Linked DNA regions of Mus musculus: all the other regions are linked to region 5. The links are chromatin contacts, called in public promoter capture Hi-C maps. All regions are on one chromosome and are shown on one strand. The core of a region is the stretch at or near the end of the contact, and the rest is flanking DNA. Distances in the headings are between cores, read along the strand shown. Region 1 has its middle 21 kb from the start of Gm34201. Region 2 holds the start of Prr5 (proline rich 5 (renal)). Region 3 holds the start of Scube1 (signal peptide, CUB domain, EGF-like 1). Region 4 has its middle 24 kb from the start of Gm34201. Region 5 holds the start of Samm50 (SAMM50 sorting and assembly machinery component).

Region 1 (3,241 bases), core at 509-3,008, 460 kb after region 5:
TGTTTGTTTTGGTTTTTTTAGACCTCTGTATAGCCCTGGCTGTTCTGGAACTCACTCTGTAGACCAGGCTGGCCTTGAACTCAGAAATCTGCCTGCCCCTGCCTCCCGAGTGCTGGGATTAAAGGCGTGCGCCACCACGCCCAGCTTCATCTATCATTTCTGTTCCCTTTATCCTTACCCTCATGGACCTCTATCAACCAATGATCCCCAGAGGCAGGCAGGGTCACACCCACCCCTCTTACTGCTTCATGTGGTTGAGGCTGTGAACGCTCAGCTTTCCACTCCAGGTGCCATGCCTGACTGCGACCATGCTTCTCCACTATGATAGACTCGAAACGCTTTGGAACCATAAACCAGTAAATTCCTCTATTAGTTACCATGGTTGTGATGGGCTATCATGGGACCAGAAAAGTAACCAACATGGTCAACTTAGCAGGACCTAGAATCCCTGAAGAGGTGATCCTGTAAACACGTCTATGAGGAATTTTCTTCAAGTGGAAGTTTCTGGTTGTATCATGTGATGCAGACTCACATGGTATTTTGCTGAGGCAAGACCCTTGGGAGGACTGTGTTTCAGGTCTTCACTGATCTTCATTTCTTTGAGAGAGGCACTTCAGAGAACTCCTCCTGGTGTCCCGGCTGGTTCTGGTCACTCCTGCTGACTCTTGCTGATTCAGTGGAGGCCTAGAGGTTTCTGCTGGATCATGCCACCACTGCTGATTCCTGTTTGCTATCCTGACACTACTGAACTGAACTGCTGGTATCCCTATAAATGGAGATTAGAATCGCCCCCCCAAAGAACTATTTCTAAACAGGTCTGCATCCCCTGGTCCTATTTATCATCTTTTCTCCCCTACCTTTGGACAGTGGGCTGAAAGAAGGGGAGGTCGACACATTTGAGAACACTTGATAAAAGTAGGTTTTGAAAAATCTAAGCCTACGGTTTCTAGATCGAGTTAATTAAGTGGAATGCTCTGCCCTCAACATATGTGGCACCATTGAGGGACTGAACTGAGTAAAAAGGGGACAGCAAGCTGAGTGCCAGCATCAATATCTCTTCTTCCTGGCTGCAGATATAACATGACCAGACATCACATGCTCCTGCTACCATACTTTGTTCACCATGATGGACGATACCCTCAAACTGTGAGCTACAACACACCCTTCCTTCTTTTCTTCCTTCAGTTGTTTTTGTCAGTAAATTTTTTGTCTCAGCAATGAGAAAAATAACTGATACACAGACCTAAACACACCTGGGAAACATCCATGCAGGTGACCCCAGGATCTCTGAGAGTCCTGTTGTTGGACATTGGTTCTAATGCTTTGATTCAATCAGGAATCTGCGTGTCCAAACACTAATGGTCCTCGTCCCCAGTTGGGTTTTGATCAATCAATAAAGATGCCAGCAGCCAATGGCTGGGAAAAGGGAGACGGGGCAGGGCCCTTAGAGTTGCATAGGCTGTGGTGCAAGAGGGAGAGAGGAATTGACACGCCTTGGGAAAGAGATAGGGATGGACATAGGAGCTGCAGGAGATAAAGCCAATCAGCCATGTGAGATTTCAGGTAAGTGGGCCTAGGGTAGCAGGCAGAGGATTAGAAGTGCCCAACCACTGAGCTAAACAGCATACTAAAAATAAGCTAATGTGTGTGTTTTTCATTTGCAGATCTAAAGAGTTCCTGGCTGGAAGTGTGGGACCTGCCAGGAACACAAAACAGTGTAGGATAAACTCACTGCTACAATGTATCTGTGGTAAAGATCACCCAAGGGAAATTTCAATCCCTCCAACCTCTAGTGACTTAAAAAAAAATACTTATTCTGGAGGCTATGCAGCTGGTATCTACTTCCTGTTAGTCCTGCTGCAGATAATAAGGCTTCTGACTGGCATTCATCTGCCCTTGTTTTCTAAGACGCAAAGGCTAGTTTTGTTGAAAGTGCTGACTCTTCCCCAGAGTCTTGCAACTGTCAGAAGGGGACTTAAACATAGGTAGAAAGGCCCTGCACCTCTGCCTGCATAAAGTGCCTGAGTCCTTTGCTACCTCAACCTCAGGGTTAGATTTCTGCCTAGCTCTGTGATACACCTGTTCAAGACTGAAGACACAAAAATGATAACAAAGGCAGTGCTGCTCCTTAGCCAAGTGCCTGCGAATGATTCTCCAGTCATTCACTACTTCCTGGCCATCAACACAACTCCTGCTGTGCCTCTTGGGGTCTCTGGGTGAATCAGGTTGATCATAGTCCCAGTTCTAGTTTCATTTTGTTACTGTGGGAAAAAACAAAAAACAAACAAACAAACTAACTAACACTTGACTTAGGGCTTATTTTGGTTACACTTCCAGGTCACAGTTCATCACTGAAGGTAATATGGGCAGGAGCTCAAACAGGAATCCCAAAAGAACAAGGTTTGCTGACTCACTCAGGCTCATACTTAGCTAGTTTTCTTATTCAGCCTAGGACTACCTGCCTAGAGAATGGTACCACCTGTAGTGGTCTGTGCCCTCCTGCATAAATTAACAATCAAAATGGTCTAACCAAAGACATATCCACAGGCTAATCTGATTTTAGCAATTTCTCATTTGAGACTCCCTTCTCAGCTGAACATAACTAAGGTACTCTCTCATCTTTAAGTTGACTGGCTTTTCAAATCATTTGTCTTGTTCCAACAACTTGCCCTGAGTCATTACCTTCTTCAGTGGTGAGCAATGAACTTGAGTTCTGTAACAGAAGGTGGTGATGCTGATTTTCTTCATTATTTCAGATCCTCTTAGTTCCGCAGTCAGGAGCATCCACCATGGGATGGAACTTCCACACACTCTTTGGAACAGAGGCCAGTACGAGTAGAGATCCACTGACTTCTCCCTGCCTGTCACCTTGCCTCCCTCTGCCCCAGAATTCTTCTAGGAAATCACCACACTCTACTATGTAATTTGAATGTCTTGGAAGGTGGGAAGGGAACTAACGATATCTTCTGGCTCAGGGTGGACAAGATAAATCAGACACTTAGAAGCTTTTTTTCGATAAAGTTGGCTGGCAGTGGTGGTGCATGCCTTTAAGCCCAGTACTTGGGAGACAGAGGTAGGCAGATCTTTGTGAGTTCAAGGCCAGCCTGATCTACAGAGTAAGTTCTAGGACAGCCAGGGCTTCACAGAGAAACCTTGCCAAGAAAGAAAGGAAGGAAGGAAGAAAGAAAGAAAGAGAGAGAGAGAGAGAGAGAGAGAGAGAGAGAGAGAGAAAGAAAGAAAG
Region 2 (2,798 bases), core at 94-2,593, 490 kb after region 5:
GAGCAATGACAGCCCTCCCCTCCCCTCCGCTCCCCTCCCCTCCCCTCCCCCCAGCCATGCTGACCACCACTGTACACCTGAGTGAGCAGTTTCTACACCCCCACCTGAATGCCGCATCCTCCCAGACCTGGGTTCCTTGACTTGGTTCAGAAAGCTGGTGCCTGTTGTTTGGAGACTGGAAAATTCATCTGCTGTTGACCCCCAAGTCAGGTCCTCACTGGGGCCATTGACTGAATGAAGGAGGTAGGAGCAGCCCAGCCCTTCCCTGCCCTGGCTGCCATTTCACAATAGGTTGAGTGGCCTTCGGCTCTGTGAGAGTTCTTGCGAACAAGGAGTTGTCTGTTTGATCCTTGCCTCCTAAGACAGGCATGTGGGGGTGTCCAGTACACAGTGGCTGGTTAGGAAATGCTGATGGTGGGAGTTGAACCATGACTCTACTCTCCTGCAAGTCACCTGGGGCTGTGCTTGGAAGTGGCAGGCAAAACGAGTGGGACTCCCAGATCTTGCTTGAAGGAGGCTGTGTGTCAGGAGCTGGGGTGTCAGGGGCACTGTGTGTTCGTGAGCCTTGGTCCAGCCTGCCATGTTCTGGTGGCAGAACCCGGGAGAGATTATTTTGCCCTGGGTGCCCCCACAACATTCCCAGCAGGTAGAATTCAAATTTGCCTCAATGCCCCAGGGCTGTCCTGTCCTAGGATCATTTTGCCTTGTGCCTAAGTCACCAGGATTGAGGAGACACTCTGACTTCTACCATACAAGGGGATCTGGGATTCAGGGGGTGCCACTGTCCTCCATTCCTTCAACTCTCGGTGCAACAACCCCTCTGGCCAGTCAATCATCCAAGGTACCGGCCTGAGAGGACCCTAGTCCCTGGCCCCTCCCCCGAGAAAAGGCTCTAGGACAGCCTGGTCATGCTAAACTCAGGTGGGGTGGGGCTGATGGCTGAGGCACCCGGCAGAAAGCTTTGATCCGCAGTGGGCGGAGCCTGTGTCCACGTGAAGGGGTCTGGATAGATCTCTGTGGGCACAGCCTTTCCTCCTGGGATGGGTGTCTGGAGAGGGAGTGAGTTCAAGAGACGTTAATGGGAGCCTATGAGTCCCTGTGCATGGTGTGTGTGTGACCACAGGGTTGGTTGGGTGCCGGGTGGACAGTTGGGATTGAACTGCTCTGTGGCTCCTGTGTGGTGGCTTCCGAAGGGAAGAAGGGAGGTGGCTGAGAGCAAAGGAGCCAGCCCCTTGAGCTGGCCCTTTGGCCGCAGAGGGCTCCAAGACGCCGGCCCCGCCCTCCCAACAGGAGACCACGCCCACTATGGCCCCGCCCAGGCTGGAGGCCCCGCCCCCGGCCTGCTTTTGCGCTCCGAGCGCTCCACGCTGAGCCGCCGCGAGCCATGGTTCACAGGGCCCCGCGCTGGGAGTGCTGCCCCGGGCGGGGGCGCAGGACCCGGGCGGGACCCCACGGGGTCGCCGGGCTTGCTGCTAGCCGCCGACTATCGTCGTAGGGGACGCGGGGGCGCGTGTGGGCCGGGGTGAGCATGAGGACTCTCCGCAGGTTGAAGTTCATGAGTTCGCCCAGCCTCAGTGACCTGGGCAAGAGGGAGCCGGGCGCGGCGGGTACGGACGAGCGGGGCACGCAGCAGCGCCGGGCCTGCGCCAACGCCACCTGGAACAGGTAAGGCGCGCAGCCCGGAGCGGCGTGGCCGGAGACCGCACCGCGCCACTTTGCGCGCAGCTCGCCCCGCCGCCGGGCCGTGCGCGGGGAGGGAAGTGAGTGCAACGTGTCAGCGGCTAGAGCCCACGATCGCTCCCCGGGGGTGGGTGGGTGGGTGGGCGGCCGGGGAGCAGGAGGCCTCTGAGCCCCCACTTCGCAGGGGCGCACTTGAACCTCGCGGGCCCCCGGCGGGGCGCCGCTGCACTTCCTGTATGCGTGTCGGGCCCTCGGCGCGGGGTGGGCGGTGGCTTTCCCTGAGTTGGACCCCGGGCCTCCCAGCTGTCCGCGGGGGTGCGCCAGCTGCCAGACATTCCTTACCGGACCCTTCCGGAGGCCCATCCAGGACCAGCCGGGCGTGGGAAGCCCCTCCCCCAGCTGTGTTCTCAACCAGTCACAGATAGTTCTTTTAGCCATAGTTCCCCGGTGGGTCTCCTCTTGGCCCTTAAGGAAAAATTAAAAAAAAAAAAAAGTATTTCCATCCAAAGTAAAACACGGATTGAGGGAGGTTTGTGGATGCTGGCTCTCCACTCCACCCCTCCACCTGGCAGAGAAATCCTGCCAGGTTCTTCACCCTCTGTGGTCTGCCACTAGGGACACGGCTGTCACTTGGACACATGTCTTCTGTTCATCTAGTCTGAGAGCAATCGGGGGGGGGGGGCACCCGGCTGCCAGCAGGGACCCTAAGTTCCTCCACTAAGCTGCAGCCTGCCTGAGAGCTGAGACTACCTACCTTAGTTTCCCTCTCTGCTGGGCCTACACCGGTCTCCTCATTGGGCTGGGAGCAGAACTGTGAGAGAAGGAAGACTCCTTTTCCCCAGAACTGCTCAACCACTCTCTTCGTCCCCTTCCTTGTCTCTGGCCAGGGTTTAGTGGAGCCATGCTGACTTTTGGCTCAGATTTCAACTCCACTCCTCTGTTGTGTGGCCCTAGGCAGTTGGTTTTCCACTTCTGGTCCTCAGTTTCTTTATTAATAATATGGGTGAGTGACTGTTGTTGGAGTAAATGTGAAGATGTGTAATCAGGCTGTGAGCATGAGTTCTGGCACACAGTAGGTCTACCCTGTAACTCAGAACTCAAGTCTAGGAACATTCAGA
Region 3 (3,159 bases), core at 272-2,771, 470 kb before region 5:
CTATAAACTTGGCCTGGAAGCAAGGTAGCCTGGCTGAGCCAGACTGCAGATCCCTGTGCAACCCTCAGATATAGGCTGCTCACTTCAACTCTGGTTTTCTTATTCAGCTGTTAGGGCTCCAGAGTCACCAGACTTCCACAGAGGGTAAGGAAAGGCAGAAGAGGATAGACACTAGGAGGGACAGAGAGGAAGGGAGAGGTACACAGGATAGTCCCACAAAAGTGAGGACCCCCAACACCTGGGAGAAATGCCCACGGACTGTCTAGTATCCTCAACAGGACCCAGCTTCTGGAATGGGCGCATGGAAGAAAACTCAGCGCCAATGGAGTAGCATGGACTAGCATAAACTCCCTAGCACTGGATCTCTGTGGGACTCTCCGGAGAGCAAGACAGGCAGGAACCTCCTCGCCCTCTCCAAGGAGAACAAGGAAGAATGTGAAAAGAGAGACTCGGTGTGCAGCTTTGCCCGGAAGCCCCTTCCGGGAAACTCAGATCACGGAGGGACACCCCCACCTAGCAGTTCCTTCTGCCTGGACCAAAGGCTGTGCCTGTGCCTCCGGCCCCCTCTCTCTGATGTCTGTTCTGTTATTCGTGTTCTCATCCACCTCCTTCCCTACGTCTGTCCGTCTTTTCTCCCCCTCCTGTCTGACAGTCCATCTGTCCATCTCTTCCCAGACATCTCCATCCTTCCTCTCTCACTCGGCCCCCTCCCTCGGCGACGCCCCTCCGAGTCCTCCCGTCTCTCTGTCTGGTGTCCATCTGTCTCCTCCTCTCTGTCCTTTGATCTGCCTTTCTCCATTCCGCTGTCCACTGCCTCCTCGCTCCCCTCCCTTGCCTCCTCTCCCCTCTTCCCTCCCGCGGCTGTCTTTCTGAGGGCTTCTTCCTGGGCCCTTTTGTCTGTTCCCACTACGCCTCGGCTCCTGTCCGTCTGTCCCTCTATCTTCCCACCTTCCCTCCAGTCTCAGCGCGTCCTTTCTGACCACCTCCGGGTATCTCCTACGCGGCAGCTGCCCAGTCCTTGGCCCCGGGGGAGCGCCGCTCTCGGTTCGGGGGTCCCCGCCCGTCTCCGTACGCATGCCGGGCCCCGCAGGCGGCCGTCGCGCTTCCTTTCTTCCTCTGGCCTCCCGCTTCCCCTCCCGGGGCCTCAGTCCACCCCGCCCCCGCCGGCCCCGGGCGCCCCGGGCGATCGCAGAAGTTACTTTGCAAGGAGGCAGGATCCGGCGCTGGGCGGCCTCCGACGGCGCGGGGTGGCAGCCTGTAGGACCCCGCGCGCCCTCATCCCCCTGGGTCCTCGCGCTTACCTGGCAGCCCGCTGCCCCCCACCAGCCGCCCGCGCGCTCCCAGAGCGAGCAGTAGGTACAAGTGCCAGCGCACGGCCGCCGCGCCCATGCTCGCTGCGGGCCGCGCCGGGTGCTGGCGTGCGGGGCACGGGACGCTCGGAGCGACCGCTCCGCGAGCGCTCCTGTCTGCAGCGAGCTCCGCTACCGCTCCGGCTCCCAGCCACATAGCCGGCGCGCAGGACAAGCTGACAGCCGCGCGCTCATTGGCCCGCGGCCGTGGGGGGCGGAGCTCCGCGGGAGGCCGTCCAGTGGGCGTCGGGTGGCGTGGCCTGCGGGCGTCTGGGCCCGCCTCCTCTCCCGGGGCCGGCGGCAGGTGGGGGGTGGGAGCCGAGAGAGCTGGGGTCGCGGTACAGGGTGTCACCCGGGGCCTGGACTGGGCCGCAGGCTGCTCTTCCCCAGTCCCTCTTTGTGTGCTGATCCCCGAGGTCCAGGGTGTCTGTTTCCCTTCAGATATGCACACACTCTGTTGGGGGAGTAGAGGTGAAGAAAGGCCCAGAGGCACCCAGGGATGGTGAAGAAGATGCTAAGAGCACGCAGCCAATACATAGGAATTTATTGAGCCGCTACTGGATGCCAAGTGCCGCTGGGGACAGCCACACACTAGTCAGCAGTGAAAGCTCTGGACGATAGCTTCAGAATTTGCGTACAAAATCAAAGGAACTTTTCAGTACTGCCCCGAAGGACAATGGTTATAGGAGTGTTTGTCTTGGACAGGCGCGTGTCGCGCCTAGAACCGTTCTCCCAGTGAATGGACGCGCGACCAGGCCGGATTGAGTGACCTCTCTCTACCCAGGCTCTTGTTGCTCTGCGAAGCCCAGATCCTCGGGTGACAGGCCCAGCGAGGCGGGAGAACCGTGGCGTCGCGGTCTCCCTAGCCCAGATCCTCCCCCAGCTCGGGGTCTACACCTGACCCCTCGGCCTTGAGGCCTGGCGGGCACTCAATGGCCTCTCTCAGCTCCGGAGGGAGGCAGGACACTGAAGAAGTTCAGCAAACCCCAAGGCCCATCTCCTTGACAACCACCAATAAGAGCTCCTGTTTTCTCCTGCTCTCCAGATTCAAAGACTAGAGTTTTAGCTTTTTGTCCACTCTGCCTGTGCAGTGTTGCGCCCAGCGGTTCCCATCCACGCTGGCTCTTTCTTCCTCCCTGCCCCCAGCACACACTTTTGCAGCCACCTCCAAGGCCCCAGAAGGTTAAAGTCATGTGTCTCGGCTCCTGCTGCTAGCCAGACTTCCCGTGGGCTTAGGGCAATGGTTTGGAGACTAAGGCAAGGGATCCATTTCCACGTTATGCAGATGGAATCAAGGAGGAAAACGTGGAACTCTGGCCTCTACTGTGTCCCCATAGGCTCCTACCCTGGCCACTGCATGCATTTTCTTTCCCTGGTTGCTCCTGGCCATGTAGTTTAATTTGGGGGACCTTGTTACCACGCCTTATTTTGTCTTCTCTCAGCTGTAGGGCTTTGAGATTTTTTTCTTCGCCTGTGCAACCAATCGATTTGTGAGATGTGTTGTGTGTGTGTGGGGGGGGGGGAGTGAGGGAGTTTGGGAGAGGAACTCTGACTTCTTAGCACAATGTTTTTCATGTCTCTTCCTCAGGGGCTCTCATCCCCACTCATATTCAGGGGGGATGGAGGCTTGGGATTCCCGTGAGTCCCCGGGGACTCTTTTGCTAATATGGAAATTTTATCTGCAGTAACCTTTATCTTCAGTGACTTGAAGGTCAGGTTTGCTGATGAACTAACACTCTTTAAGCGTGCAAAAGAAACGAGGGTCTCATCTAGGAGACCATGGCTCATGTGGCAGAACCAAAGGGCTGTG
Region 4 (3,131 bases), core at 610-3,109, 410 kb after region 5:
TCCAGACAAGAAACAGTGAGGGTCTGGGGGTAGGTTTCGGCATTTCTCCTAGGTGACCCTTGGGAGTAACTCTGGGAACCTGAAGAAAAGTCCCCAGAGGGACACCATTTAGAGGTAGGCTTCGCTCAGGGGTCAGAGATGCCAGAGACTACACCGTGGTGTAGGAGTGAGTGCCCCACCATGGGGACATGAGGATAAGGATGAGGGCAGGTGGAGAGGCCTGTGGGTTCTTAGCTCAGGCTCTGGGGTTGGAAATGTCCCCACTCCCTGGTCCACCCCCTTTAGAGCATGTGTGGTATTGGCTTCACATGGGTGCAGAGGCCTTGGCTGCTGTCTCCCGGCAGCGTGCTGTCTTGCTCGGGTGTTAAGTGTTAAGCATCCTCTCTGCTGTAGGGAGTCTTGCTCCCACACTGGATCCTGCCCTATTCCCATCTCACACTGAGGATCCTCCTGGTTTGATCAGCTGCCATGATGGTGGCTGGTACCACCCAGGTCTGATGGAGACATAGCCATGAGCTCTGTACCCACTGGCTGATATGTCCCCTACCCTCATGGGGACTCACAACTTGGCCTCTGCTTGGCTGCCACCCTCCTGGACCTCTGGGTCACCAAAGATCGTGGTCTTCCACAGAGCCTGAACCCCATCTCAGTCTAGAAGCCCTCTCAGGGCTGCTGTTGGCACACCTGAGACTCAAGATGCCCTGAGACACCCATCCTTGGAACCTTGGCCTCTGCCTCTCAATGGCCACTTGAGGATGGGGACCCAGGAACACACTCAAGCCTTGTGTGTGTGGTACCACAGGAGAAACTCACTCTTATCCCAAAACCCACAGGGACCCAGCAGGTACCCTTACCTAACTAAACATCATTCACCTTGCCATCTCTTTAGACAGGCTCCTTATCTGAAGGTCACTTAGTGACAGAAGGATCTAGAACCAGCCTACAGTCCCAGGTGGAAGGTAAACTGAGTGCCATCTTGGATCCAGCTCTACCCTGTGGGTCACTGGGTATGTACCCATATCGCTTGGGCCTAAGTTTGCAGGAGGAGGGGAAAGGGACGTACTAGTTGTTATCCCTGGGCCTAAAGTGGCCCTGACTGAGGGTCTCGGCCACTGCCTGAGATCAACAGGGATGCCACAGCCTATGAGGAAATAAAGGGGCAGAACCTTCCCAGAAATCAGCCTTGGGCATCCCTGGGGATCATCGCAGCTTTCTTGGCTTCTCTGCCCCTTCCTGGCTATGAGGCCTGGCTGTAGCTTCTGCATCCACTGGGAGACCGTGAGGACAGCCAGTACCCCTCGTCCTCGCCGACTGATCCCACCACCTCTGTCATCAGGACCAGCAATTTTAAGGCTTTTTCTGAACAGCTACCATCCATTGTCCTGGTTCACACATACCCTACAGTTGCCCATGACATCACCACTAGATCCCTGCCTTGAAGGCCCTAGATCTGGACTTAAATCTACTCCCCTCCAAGTCCCAGGCCACCTGAAGTACAATCCCGGGAGATGACATTGAAAAACAGAGCTGTTCTAGGAAGCTGTGGGAGTCATTAGGAGATGACAGGCAGGACCACTAGGTAATTGGATACCTGGGGCCCACTTCTGACACAGGCCACCCATGGCCTGAAGCTTAGCTCCCAGCTTTCTTCAGAGAGGCTTCCAGCCACCTTCTTCCTCCCGCAGACCTCGCCCAGGTCCTCAAAGTTAATTATTCCCAGACAGAAAATTACTTCTAACTCTGAAAAAAGGAGTGATTTGGGAAGGCAGATATCTAATTACTGGCCTTCTCTGCATGTCTCAGGGAGGCAAGCGAGAGTTTCCTGGGCCTGGGAATGCAATTACGGGGAACATTAGAGCTGCTGTGGTCAGTACCTACGTCAGCGCTCAGCCAACTCCTGGCAGGAACTGAGCCCTGGTGGCCAACAGCCTAGGAGTCAGAGACCGGCTCCTGTGATTTGCAAGGGGTGCTCAGCAGACTGTGGGGTTCATGTGTGACCTGATGCCCTGTCCCAGTAGCAAGCTGAATGGCATACACCAAAACTCACAGATACTCCAAGCTTCAGTCTCCTGACTCCGTTTGGAACCAAGGTCTTAGCAAAGAAGACCAGGCAGTGTTTGGTGGCTGTGAGTAGACGAGTGGGGTCCTCGTGTGAGGAAGAGAGGATACTGAGACAATGTGTGGCATCAGCAATGGTTTGGAGTGGCCCAGGGCCAGGAGGAACTGCAGGTTCCTGGAGCCTTCAGAGACTACCTGTGGCACCATGTGCTTGGATTTTGTAGCAGGCAGAGTCGTGGGAATACGGTTTCGTTAAGCCCCTTAGGAGCCTGGATCTGGGGATCTGCTTGCTCTGTAGCCTGGGGAGACTGTATCCAAAGGCTCACCAGTGAGGGTGCTCCTAGGCACGTGCTTGGTTCTCTCCCTGCTGTAACCAATAGCTCTTCCCTGCCTTTGCCAAGTGAGGTTGCCTACTCCCCAAATCCCACAGCTTGCTGAGAAACTCACAGCCTTCAGCCCAGGCCCAGCACCACGAGGTCCATTCTGTGCCTCCTGCAGCCAGTGGCCTCCAGCTCCACACTCTCAGTTCTCAAGACCACTTCTCACCCCACTCCACCTACCGAGCTGCTTGGCCCACCAGCACCAGCCACCCCACAGCAAAACTCAGAGCTGGCACTTTCAATGGGCAGGCCCTGAGGATGCCCAGCGAGCAGGTCATGGGAGAAGGAGGATGGTAAGTTCTAGGGAGAAGTGTAGTCTCCAAATGAACTGTCTCAGTCAGGGTTTCTATTGCTGTCACAAAACACCATGACCAAAAAGGAAGTTGGGGAGGAAAGGGTTTATTCGGCTTACACTTCTATATTGCTGTTCATCACTGAAGGAAGTCAGGGCAGGAATTCAAACAGGGCAGGATCCTGGAGGCAGAAGCGGATGCAGAGGCCCGTAAGCAGTGTTGCTTAATGGCTTGCTCAGCCTGCTTTCCCATAGAATCCAGGACCACCAGCCCAAGGATAGCCCCACCCATCATGGGTTGGGCCCTCCCCCTTTGATCACACTAATTGAGAAAATGCCTCACAGCTGGATCTCATGGGGGCATTTCCTCAACTAAAGTTCCTTCCTCCCTGATGATTCTA
Region 5 (3,182 bases), core at 530-3,029:
ACAGGATGTGATGACCACATATAGGTGAGAGGTATACTTGCCTCCAGTGGATGAAGGCAGAAAGTACATAGCCTTGTGGGCTTTGCCTTTGTAAGCAATTTGATGCCATAGTCTGGGAATTCTGGGTATGGACCTAGCTAGTGTCTATTGTCCTGGCCATTATTTATTAAAGCTCACTTCAAATTTGTCTCAAAAATTGTGACAATGGTCCTATTCCTGACCAGTGGCACTAACAGACATTGTATGTGCATGATGGGAGAATGATTCTGGGCCCTTAGGGCTTTTTTGTTTTGTTTGCTTGAGACAGGGTCTCTCTGTGTAGCCCAGGCTGTGCTGGGGCCATCTATGTAGACCAGGCTGCCCTCACCCAGCTCTGTCTTTGGGAAGGAAAGTAGCTAAGTACCCTAGATTGCGTTAGGATAGGAACATAGCAATTATTCATGAATCCCTGCATGGTGTCAGGCTCAGATTCACGGGAACATGGGCCCCATCTTTGCAGATGCTTAACGAGAAAAAGGTCAGGAGTGTCCCGGAAGGAGGGGATGGAAAAGGAAGCTAGGCTTCAGTGGTCAAGTGCAGTGGTGTCAGGTTGACTGCAGGTCAGAGGACAGGAACCCCACTCTATCTTTAGTAAACTGCAGTTCAGAGCTACCAGTGGCTTTTATTACATTATTCTTTTGAGGCACAGTAACTGTTTCTGCTACCAAAACACAAACGCACAGCTGTCTTTTTTGTTTATGTAACCGTCCTCACCTGAACACTCAAGAGAGCTCCATTCATCTTTTAAAAAATATGAATCTGGGGCTGGTGAGATGGCTGAACGGTTAAGCGTGTCAACTGCTCTTCCAAAGGTCCTGAGTTCAAATCCCAGCAACCACATGGTGGCTTACAACCATCCGTAACGAAATCTGATGCTCTCTTCTGGAGTGTCTGAAGACAGCTACAGTGTACTTACATATAATAAATAAATAAGTATTTTTTAAAAATATGAATGTGGGTGGTGGTGGTCCATGCACCTTTAATTCCAGCACTTGGAGGCCAGGGGCAGATGGAGCTCAGTGAGTTCGAGGCCAGCCTGGTCTACAGAGCAAGTTCCAGGACACTCGGGCCTACACAGGAAAAACCTTTAAATGAAATATAATGTCGCCAGGCAGTGGTGGCGCACGCCTTTAATCCTAGCACTTGGGAGACAGGCAGGCGGATTTCTGAGTTCGAGGCCAGCCTGGTCTACAGAGTGAGTTCCAGGACAGCCAGGGCTACACAGAGAAACCCTGTCTCATAAATAAGTAAATACATAAATTAAATGTCATACACATTTCTGAGGAGTCTGGGAAGGCGAAATTTATTCACTTCTGAGAGTCTGTTCGCTCCTAACACCATGTGGGTCTGCAGGATTGAACCAAGCTGTCAGGCTTGGAGGCAAGTATCTTTACATACCGAACTCTCTTTAAAGACGCCTCCACCCCATCCTCAGCCCAGACCCTTTTTACTGGACCCGTCGGTTCCCGGAGCACACACTCTGTCTTCCTTGCGCCCTTCTGCTCACACCTTAGAAGTGGAACTGAGGCTCCAAGGACTAGACCGGGGTAAGCCCCCATACAACGAGGAGCTCAGCTCCGTTGCCTTTTCACGGGACCAGCTCTGCCCATAACCGCAGCTTTCTGGGCGTCACTGAACGCTCCACGCTTGCACTGGGCTTCCTGGCGTTCTTGTGAACATCCGGGTCACTCTCTCATACGGACCAATGAGCGGAGGGTCTTGAGTCAGGGGGCGGACCCTAGGTGGTACAACATGGCGGCGCTCGGCACGCAGCTTCCGTGACCTGTAGCCGAGCCTCTTGTGTTTGTAGCTGAGTTTGGTTGGGCGCGGGCACCGCCTTGGGGCAGCAGCCGGAGAGGGAGCCATGGGGACAGTGCACGCCCGGGTGAGAGGCCCCCGCGGCGGCTGGGCGGGACACGCGCGCCTGGGGCAAGGGCGGCAGCGAGGGTGTGGGAGCTGCTTTGGGCCGGAGGCTGTCTGTCGCGGTCGGGAGGGCAGTGGTGACTTGCCCAAGGTCATTCAGCGGAATTTCCCCAGGTGACCTTACAGCACCAAGGCTTGGAAGAAGGGTTTGTCAGAAGACAAGACACAACAAGTTATTTTGCAGCCTTGTTTTACAGTTTCCAGTTACTATTATGTGCACCAGTGTGTGCGCGCGCGCGCGTGTGTGTGTGTGTGTGTGTGTGTGTGCGCGCGCACTTTGTGTGCATAGCCCGTGGAGGCCAGAAGGGGGCAATTGATCCCCTGAAACTGTAGTTCCAGAGAGTTGTGAGCCTCCTTATAGGTGTCAGGAACCACTCTGGTCCTCTGCAAGAGCAGTACCTGCTGAACCCATCGCTCCAACCCAGCACTATTGCTTAAAAAGGGGTGTGTGTGTGTGTGTGTGTGTGTGTGCATGCATGTGGAGGTCAGAAGACAACAGCTGGAGTCAGTTTTCTCCTACTTTGTGGTGTGGAAACTGGGGAATGGAACTCTGGTGATTAGGCCCTAAGGGGCGAGTGCCTGTGCCTGCCGATCTGTCCTCACTTTTGAGTTGGCTTTCATTGAGTTGGCAACCTGGAATTGGGCAGAATGAGCTCCCTCCCCATAAATGGGCAGAGCAAACTATAGAAGACCCTTGTGCTGTCTCAGCATCTCCTCCATCCCTATTTCTGACTTTGGCTTTGTAGCCCAGGCTAGCCTCATATTAGTAGTCTTGTCTAAGCTTCTGACGAGCATGTGTCAGTATCTCGGGCAAGCACTCACTGAGCTATATCCATAGATCTCTTCAACTATTTTCCTTCACTAGGCTGTCAGGGCCAGCCTGGAGCTCAGTCTGTAGTCCAGGCTGGCCTTGAATTTGGAATCCTTCATACCTTTGAGTAGCTGGGCTTATAGATCCAGTAGCTAGGCATGGCACTACACACCCTTAATCTCAGCACCCAGGAGGCAGATACAGTGAATTTGTTGTGAGTTCAAGTCCAGCCCTGTCTATGCAGTGAATTTTAGGCCAGCGAGAGCTATATAGTGAGGCCCTGTCTAAAAACAAAACAAAACAAACACTACGTAGTGAGAGAATCCCCATTGGTAAACAGGTCCTGGAGGATACTGAGCTGTGGCAGAAGTGTGAACCACAGTGACATCTGCCCTCCAGATTGTGGGGC

The links. Promoter capture Hi-C pulls out the DNA fragments that hold promoters and counts their contacts. Capture Hi-C pulls out chosen DNA fragments and counts their contacts.
Region 1: a promoter capture Hi-C map of the HPC-7 cell line shows a contact between it and region 5, with 6 times the contacts expected there. The contact joins the enhancer-like site here to the promoter of Samm50 in region 5. A contact is called at or near these places in 20 of 39 promoter capture datasets (the 3T3-L1 cell line, 3T3-L1-derived adipocytes, the C10 cell line and 14 more), 3 of 484 Hi-C or Micro-C datasets (the 3T3-L1 cell line, 3T3-L1-derived adipocytes and cranial neural crest), 17 of 115 datasets of contacts at active chromatin or transcription factors (embryonic basal ganglia, embryonic fibroblasts, embryonic forebrain and 8 more) and 4 of 9 other capture datasets (adipose tissue, embryonic stem cells, liver and 1 more).
Region 2: a contact with region 5 is called in a promoter capture Hi-C map of adipose tissue, with 6 times the contacts expected there. The contact joins the promoter of Prr5 here to the promoter of Samm50 in region 5. A contact is called at or near these places in 14 of 39 promoter capture datasets (the 3T3-L1 cell line, 3T3-L1-derived adipocytes, the C10 cell line and 8 more), 1 of 15 datasets of contacts at CTCF or cohesin (large pre-B cells), 1 of 484 Hi-C or Micro-C datasets (3T3-L1-derived adipocytes), 14 of 115 datasets of contacts at active chromatin or transcription factors (acute myeloid leukemia, embryonic basal ganglia, embryonic forebrain and 7 more) and 4 of 9 other capture datasets (adipose tissue, embryonic stem cells, liver and 1 more).
Region 3: a promoter capture Hi-C map of neural stem cells shows a contact between it and region 5. The contact joins the promoter of Scube1 here to the promoter of Samm50 in region 5. A contact is called at or near these places in 2 of 39 promoter capture datasets (neural stem cells and stem cell-derived epiblast-like cells).
Region 4: a promoter capture Hi-C map of cranial neural crest shows a contact between it and region 5. The contact joins the enhancer-like site here to the promoter of Samm50 in region 5. A contact is called at or near these places in 22 of 39 promoter capture datasets (the 3T3-L1 cell line, 3T3-L1-derived adipocytes, the C10 cell line and 13 more), 19 of 484 Hi-C or Micro-C datasets (the 3T3-L1 cell line, the 63-12 cell line, the AML12 cell line and 11 more), 25 of 115 datasets of contacts at active chromatin or transcription factors (DN3 thymocytes, the HPC-7 cell line, acute myeloid leukemia and 16 more) and 3 of 9 other capture datasets (adipose tissue, liver and pancreatic islet).

What each region holds. Positions count from the first base shown.
Region 1 is chr15:84,646,968-84,650,208 of GRCm38.p6, forward strand. No RefSeq gene overlaps it. Among named protein-coding and RNA genes, the nearest start is that of Gm34201, 21 kb to the left of the region's middle. Within about 2 kb of position 1,759, at least 7 of the 459 cell types and tissues checked have an H3K27ac peak or open chromatin away from gene starts, as enhancers often do. A contact at or near this core is called in the HPC-7 cell line, where this site is marked.
Region 2 is chr15:84,679,655-84,682,452 of GRCm38.p6, forward strand. Prr5 (proline rich 5 (renal)) reads left to right here and starts at 1,344. Exons shown (of 8, transcript NM_146061.4): 1 at 1,344-1,665. The coding sequence starts at 1,529.
Region 3 is chr15:83,723,518-83,726,676 of GRCm38.p6, forward strand. Scube1 (signal peptide, CUB domain, EGF-like 1) reads right to left here and starts at 1,522. Exons shown (of 22, transcript NM_022723.3): 1 at 1,302-1,522. The coding sequence starts at 1,389.
Region 4 is chr15:84,601,897-84,605,027 of GRCm38.p6, forward strand. No RefSeq gene overlaps it. Among named protein-coding and RNA genes, the nearest start is that of Gm34201, 24 kb to the right of the region's middle. Within about 2 kb of position 1,860, at least 12 of the 459 cell types and tissues checked have an H3K27ac peak or open chromatin away from gene starts, as enhancers often do.
Region 5 is chr15:84,190,461-84,193,642 of GRCm38.p6, forward strand. Samm50 (SAMM50 sorting and assembly machinery component) reads left to right here and starts at 1,780. Exons shown (of 15, transcript NM_178614.5): 1 at 1,780-1,924. The coding sequence starts at 1,904.